Regions from separate parts of the Oryctolagus cuniculus genome. Here region 1 is linked to region 2. Evidence: chromatin contacts called from public Micro-C data. All regions are on one chromosome and are shown on one strand. Each heading gives the region's core, a stretch centred on a gene start, on an enhancer-like site or on the middle of the called end of the contact. The rest is flanking DNA. Distances are from core to core; before and after follow the strand shown.

Evidence for each region. Hi-C and Micro-C count contacts between places; a contact is called where the count stands out from the background.
Region 1: a Micro-C map of ear pinna shows a contact between it and region 2, with 15 times the contacts expected there. The contact joins the enhancer-like site here to the promoter of ARID1A in region 2. A contact is called at or near these places in 4 of 6 Hi-C or Micro-C datasets (ear pinna, liver, psoas muscle and 1 more).

The regions. Positions count from the first base shown.
Region 1 is chr7:144,881,334-144,884,797 of mOryCun1.1, reverse strand. No RefSeq gene overlaps it. Among named protein-coding and RNA genes, the nearest start is that of ARID1A, 73 kb to the right of the region's middle. Within about 2 kb of position 1,982, at least 6 of the 8 cell types and tissues checked have an H3K27ac peak or open chromatin away from gene starts, as enhancers often do. A contact at or near this core is called in ear pinna, where this site is marked.
Region 2 is chr7:144,807,908-144,811,013 of mOryCun1.1, reverse strand. It overlaps ARID1A (AT-rich interaction domain 1A), which reads left to right and starts at 1,269. Exons shown (of 20, transcript XM_051856814.2): 1 at 1,269-2,500. The coding sequence starts at 1,331.

The DNA of each region.
Region 1 (3,464 bases), core at 733-3,232, 73 kb before region 2:
TAAAGTTAAAACGGAAAAGAAATTCTTTCTCCCCGGCACTTGGGTTTTCGGCCTGCATCTACAAGCTTTGATTCATTAAGCATTGGGATTGAGGTTTTGGCTTTATAAGGAAGCAGACACTCAGAAGGAGGCTCAAGAGTCATTTGTGAATGAATGCCCCTCAATCCGGGGCTGGTGAGGAGCAGGGTAGAATTGTTATTTAAGAGAGAGAGTAAAGGCTAGAATTAGAATCTATCCGGAGATGAGATCTAGCAAGATCTCTTCCTTTTCTCTCCAATGAATAAAAAAACAAACAAACTTTCAGGCAAAAATGAGTAAATGTCGGTCCTCGCAGATCTTACCAAATAAATTAAGTGATCTCCCAGGCCATTCTTTGGTGCTTCTAAAATCTCTGGATTTTAAAAAGTTAAAACATGATTTCCTCTATCTCACCATAACACCAAAAATTATTTTGAAAGTCCTGGTCATAAAGCAGTTTAGTACTTGGGTTCCACAGAAATTTGTTTGGTTATATTGTACGGTTTACAGCATAGACTACACTAACATAGAAGAATCTAGTTTAGGTTGTGTCAAATCGTGTTAAATTACAACATTAAATAAATGCAAAGAGCCAGAACAAAGAAAGTGATTAAGCTGGTTTAACAGCATTCAGCCCACTATGCTAAATCCCCTTAGGGGGCTCAAGTTAAACAACAAATTTGGTTTCTTGGCCTAAATCTTTTTCTTCAAAGAAGACATTTTTCTTGTAATTCTGATAGGTTTGTTTTCATCTTCAATCCTCAGGGAAGCTGGGGTGAAAACAATCTCTGACAGGCTCTGCATTTTAGAGAGAGATGGACCAGAGGGCGACGGGGTCTGAGGCTTGGGAGGTGTGTGATTGTTCAGTTCCAGAAAAACGCCAGCTAGTGACACCCAGGATGAGAATTTTATCCCGCAGTGAATCAAATAAGGCTGCGAAGGAGATAATAAGGTGTAATTATAGCAGTGCTGTTAGTGCCTGTTTATGGGGTCTGGCAGCAATTTGGTTGAACACCCCTCATTTTGAGAAATTTGTAATTTGGCAGTCAGAATTCTTGCCTTGAAATTTGGCACAAGCCCTCACAGTTTAATATTGCAAAATCTGGGAAATGTTGAAATGTGGCTGCTATTCTAATTGAACTTTTTCAGGCTCTTTCGCATTGGTTTTTTTCCTGCTGGATTAAAAAACAAACGTCTCCCTTTTGAGAAGTTCACGAGGCTCTCTAAACCACAAACTCAAGTAAACTTTCAGGCAAACGGACTACTCTCATCAACTCTCATGACTTAAATCTTGTGTACACACGGGGGGGGGGGGGGACAGCTAGCAATTGAAAAACCAGAGTTCCTTCTGTTAGTAGCCCTTTAAAAAAAAAATCCCCACAATCAGTATTTTAATTTCCTTTGAGTCAGAGCAGGGCAACGTGGTGTTGCTCTTCGGTTTATCAACCGCCTGCCTCCCCCACGACAATTCCCCGTCGTTTCGAAGTAAAAGGGAGGACGCTGGACTAGCGAAACGTGGCCAGCTCCGGCTGGGACCACGTTGGCCCAACGGACTTCTCTGAACTAACTGCAAGTTTTCTGACAGGAAACCGGTCAGTTCTTGTGTGTCTCAGCGCCGGTTCCCACGGCCTCGGCGCCCGCGGCGCCCCCGACGCCCCGCGCGGAGCCCGGCAGAGGAGCGGGGTGCGGGGCGCTGCGGGCGGCAGGGGGCAGCAGCGGGAGCCCGTTGTTCTGAGGCGGGGGGTGGGGCGGCATGCGCGCCCCCACCGCTCCCCGGCTCGGGTTCCGCGCCCCGCACCCTCCCCTCCCCCGCTCGCGCCGGCCCTCCCCTCCACGGGGAGAAGGGCGGGGACGCAGGGCCCTCCCCCGGGGCCGGGGGCGTGCGCGCCCCCTCGCACCCCTCCCCCCGGCCCGGCTCTCCTGGCTCCCCGAGGCGGGAGTTTCCAGGAAGAGCTGCGAGCGTGCCGCACCACCGAGCGCACGGAGACATCAAGTAGTCCCTCAGCGCGACCGTACTGGAGGGGCCCGCTCGCTGCCAGGGGGCCGTCGGCGTCGGCACCTCCCGGAGCTGGAGCGTGGAGGCCCAGCCTGAGGGAGCGCCAGGAAGGCGGAGTGCGCGCCCACTTCGCATTCCCAGAGAAGGGCTGTGTGGGGGAGGCGGAACGAGTTCCGGCGGAGGGCTCGGGCGCGCCCGGTTGAGTGAAGCGCCGCGCGGTCGAAGCGCTCACAGAGTTAAAGTGGGCGGGAAAACCCGGAGCGGACTCGGCACGCCCAGGACCTCCCGCCCCATTCTTCGTGGGGGAGGGGAGCGGAGAGGCCGAAGCAGAGAAACGTGTTCCCCTCCCCCGGCCGCCTAAATGCCCTCTGGAGAAACAGGTGTCCGCTCGCCACCTCGAGGGCCTCGCTGCGAGAGGCTCGCGGGTCCCGGCGGGGCGGGGCGGGCCGCGCGGCTCCCGCTCTAACGTCCGCGCCGTCGGCGCTGAGCGCGCGGTCGGGAGCCCAGGCCTGTGGGCCGGGGGCGCGGGGCGCGCGCATGCGCGCGGTGGGAGCGCGCTTCCGCCCCTCCCCCCACGTTCCTCCGCCGCCACCTCAGAGCCTCCCCCGCACCCAGCGCTCTCCGCTCGGGGGAGGCGGCCCGGCTTGCCCATCCACTGACTAACCCCTTCACCTCAGTTTCGCCCCGCCTCCCGTGAGCTGTGGTGCGGACTCGGCAGCTCGGGCTCGGCTTTCACATTCCCGCCTCCGCCCTGGCTCCCCTCCCACCCCTACAGCACTTCCTGCAAACTGCCCTGTTCTCGCTCGTCGCCGCGCCGCCGCCTCCTGGCCCGGACTGGATGGCCGTTTGCACGCTGGTCATGATCCTGGGGTCGTGCGTCCCGCGCGCTGGCAGCCCCCTGCTCCATTTTACAGATGGGGAAATGAAGGCCCAGTGCGCTCACAGCGTGCGCCCTAAAGGCTGTTTGGCTGGACGGCCGGCCCTTTAAACCTCACCTCTTGGCACCCTCAACCCTTCAGACCACGCCAGCCCAGTTAGCAAAAGCCTTAGGAACAGATGCCCCCACGTTAAGTATGTAGCGATTACCACGTTGGAAGAAGGGCCGGTTAGAGATTCGGGTTGGCGCACAGGCTGTTAGAGGTGAGGCTGATCATTTGTTCAACGTAAACTCGTCTTGAAGTAGGATGTGTAACGTCTTCCTTGGGTTTTGTAATTCTTACTCGGCGAGCTGGCTTGAAAACGTTCTTTGGTTCCTGAAAATATTTTTCACGGAATTTGCCCCTCAAATTGTACCATCTTAAGTATTTATTCGAAAGAGTGGCCGAGAGATGGGGTGGAGATGGATCTCTCCCCAAATACCCTCAACTTCTGGGCTGGACCAGGGGAAGCCAGGAGCCGGAAACTCCATCCAGGTCTCCCACATGGCTGAAGGGGCCCAAGTACTGAGCCG
Region 2 (3,106 bases), core at 20-2,519:
GACCTGGGCAGTGTCCTCCCCTCTCGGTCTTTCAATTCTGTAAAATGGGGATAATCCCGACCTCGTGCCCCCGGGGACTTGTCAAGACCAGCTAATGAGGGCAGGGGAGTGGGAAAACGCAGAGTCTGAACAATGATCGCTCGGCCCTTGCAAAGGGGTTAGAAAGCAGGGCTCTCTCGGCTGAGTCTTTGGGGCCGGTTTGTAAAAAGGCTTTCAAGAAGAAAAGTGCTGTGGAGGTGCTAAGTAACAGCCAAGAGACCAGGCTCGCTGCCAGGGGGGTCAGGCCTGGGCCGAGGCGGCCGCGGTCTCGGGCTCTGGCCAATTTTGCAGGCGCGGGTAAAGTTCACGCTGCCCGCTCCCCACGGTGCGGCCGGGAGGGGACCGGCCGGGGATCGGCACGCCGGGAGGGAGGCGGCGCAGGCTCCGGAGGGGCGCGAGCTCCGGGCCGGGTTTTCCCCGAAGCCTTCGGCGGCGGTGCTGCCGAGCGAAAGCGGCCGAGGGCCTGCCGCCGCCGCGGCTCGCTCTCTTCCCCTCCTCCTTTGTGAGGGGAAGGGAGCGAGTCCATTCCGCGGCGGCACCCGCTCCGCGCTCCACTCCGGGTTTGCCAGGCGGCCGCGACGGCGCTGGGTAAAATGGCAGTGCTGAGCCTCGTGTCGGAGTGAGGGGGACTCGGAGGAGAGTGGGGCGCTCTAGCCGCTCAGTCCTGCCGCCCGCTTGCTCGCCCGCCCGCTGCCGCGCAGCAGCCGCGGCCGGAGCCGCGGCCGGGGAGGGGAGGCAGGGCGCCCGGCCCGGCCCGCGCGCGCCGACTCTGCCTCCCGGCGCCCCGGCTGCTGCCGCGCGCCCTCCAGCCCGCCCGTCCCGGGTCCCCCTCCCCCCGCTCCCTCCCTCCCTCCCCGCCCCCTCCCCCTCGCCTCCCTCCCTCCCTCCCTCCTCCTTTCTCCGGCAGCAGAAAGCGGAGAGTCACAGCGGGGCCAGGCCCTGGGGAGCGGAGCCTCCACCGCCCCCCTCATTCCCAGGCAAGGGCTTGGGGGGAATGAGCCGGGAGAGCCGGGTCCCGAGCCTGCAGAGCCGGGAGCAGCTGAGCCGCCGGCGCCTCGGCCGCCGCCGCCGCCGCCTCCTCCTCCTCCGCCGCCGCCAGCCCGGAGCCTGAGCCGGCGGGGCGGGGGGGAGAGGAGCGAGCGAGCGAGCGCAGCGCAGCAGCGGAGCCCCGCGAGGCCCGCCCGGGCGGGTGGGGAGGGCAGCCCGGGGGACTCGGCCCCGGGGCGGGGTGGGAGGGGGGGAGACGACGAAGACAGGGCCGGGTCTCTCCGCGGACGAGACAGCGGGGATCATGGCCGCGCAGGTCGCCCCCGCCGCCGCCAGCAGCCTGGGCAACCCGCCGCCGCCGCCGCCGCCGCCGCCCTCGGAGCTGAAGAAAGCCGAGCAGCAGCAGCAGCAGCGGGAGGAGGCGGGGGGCGAGGCGGCAGCGGCAGCAGCAGCAGCCGAGCGCGGGGAAATGAAGGCAGCCGCCGGGCAGGAAAGCGAGGGCCCCGCCGTGGGGCCGCCGCAGCCGCTGGGAAAGGAGCTGCAGGACGGGGCCGAGAGCAATGGGGGTGGCGGCGGCGGCGGAGCCGGCAGCGGCGGCGGGCCCGGCGCGGAGCCGGACCTGAAGAACTCGAACGGGAACGCGGGCCCTAGGCCCGCCCTGAACAATAACCTCACGGAGCCGCCCGGCGGCGGCGGCGGCGGCGGCGGCAGCAGCAGCGACGGGGTGGGGGCGCCTCCTCACTCAGCCGCGGCCGCCCTGCCGCCCCCAGCCTACGGCTTCGGGCAGCCCTACGGCCGGAGCCCGTCTGCCGTCGCCGCCGCGGCGGCCGCCGTCTTCCACCAACAACATGGCGGACAACAAAGCCCTGGCCTGGCAGCGCTGCAGAGCGGCGGTGGCGGCGGGGGCCTGGAGCCCTACGCGGGGCCCCAGCAGAACTCGCACGACCACGGCTTCCCCAACCACCAGTACAACTCCTACTACCCCAACCGCAGCGCCTACCCCCCGCCCCCCCAGGCCTACGCGCTGAGCTCCCCGAGAGGTGGCACTCCGGGCTCCGGCGCGGCGGCGGCCGCCGGCTCCAAGCCGCCTCCCTCCTCCAGCGCCTCCGCCTCCTCGTCGTCTTCGTCCTTCGCTCAGCAGCGCTTCGGGGCCATGGGGGGAGGCGGCCCCTCCGCGGCCGGCGGGGGAACCCCCCAGCCTACCGCCACCCCCACCCTCAACCAACTGCTCACGTCGCCCAGCTCGGCCCGGGGCTACCAGGGCTACCCCGGGGGCGACTACGGCGGCGGGCCCCAGGACGGGGGCGCCGGCAAGGGCCCGGCGGACATAGCCTCGCAGTGCTGGGGGGCTGCGGCGGCGGCAGCGGCGGCGGCGGCGGCCGCCTCGGGAGGGGCCCAACAAAGGAGCCACCACGCGCCCATGAGCCCCGGGAGCAGCGGCGGCGGGGGGCAGCCGCTCGCCCGGACCCCTCAGGTACACAGCTGAGCGGGGAGGGGGGCTGGGGCGAGCTGGGCCGGGCGGTGGGGGGGTGGGTGGCGGCTGCGGGGAGCAGGCCCCAGCCGTGGGCTCCGCTCGGTCCCGGGCCCCCACTGCTGGGGAGCTGCCATTGTCTGGCTCTTCTCTCTTAAAATGGCTGCCTGTCTGCCTTCTTCTCCTTCCCTCCTTCAGCCTTTGTGTGGGGCTTTTCCAGAGGTGTCTGCTGCCCGGCTCCCCCTCCCCTGGCCCCTGCGAACTCCGCGGGTCTTCAGGGGGGTGCGGGGCAGAGTGTGCGGGGAAGGGCCCGGCCTGGGGTGAGGGGGTGCCGGGGGCTCAGATCAGGGGTGTAAGCGGTGGTAGGAGCCCCGGAAGGCGAGCGAGCGTCCCCCTGCTCGCCTGCCGCTCCTCTCTGTGCCCCCTGCTTGTCTCTAGGCCGTCCCCCGTCTGTGCTCTCGAGGAGGGGCCCCTCGGGCCCGGGGGACCTCGCGGGAGGGTAGGGGCCTTCTTGGGGGCAGCTAGAGGCCGGCTGCGGTTCACCCCGGGCAGCCCGGCCATCGCCTGTCTTGGTCTCCGCCGGCCCAGTGGCCTGGGCTTCTCCCTGGA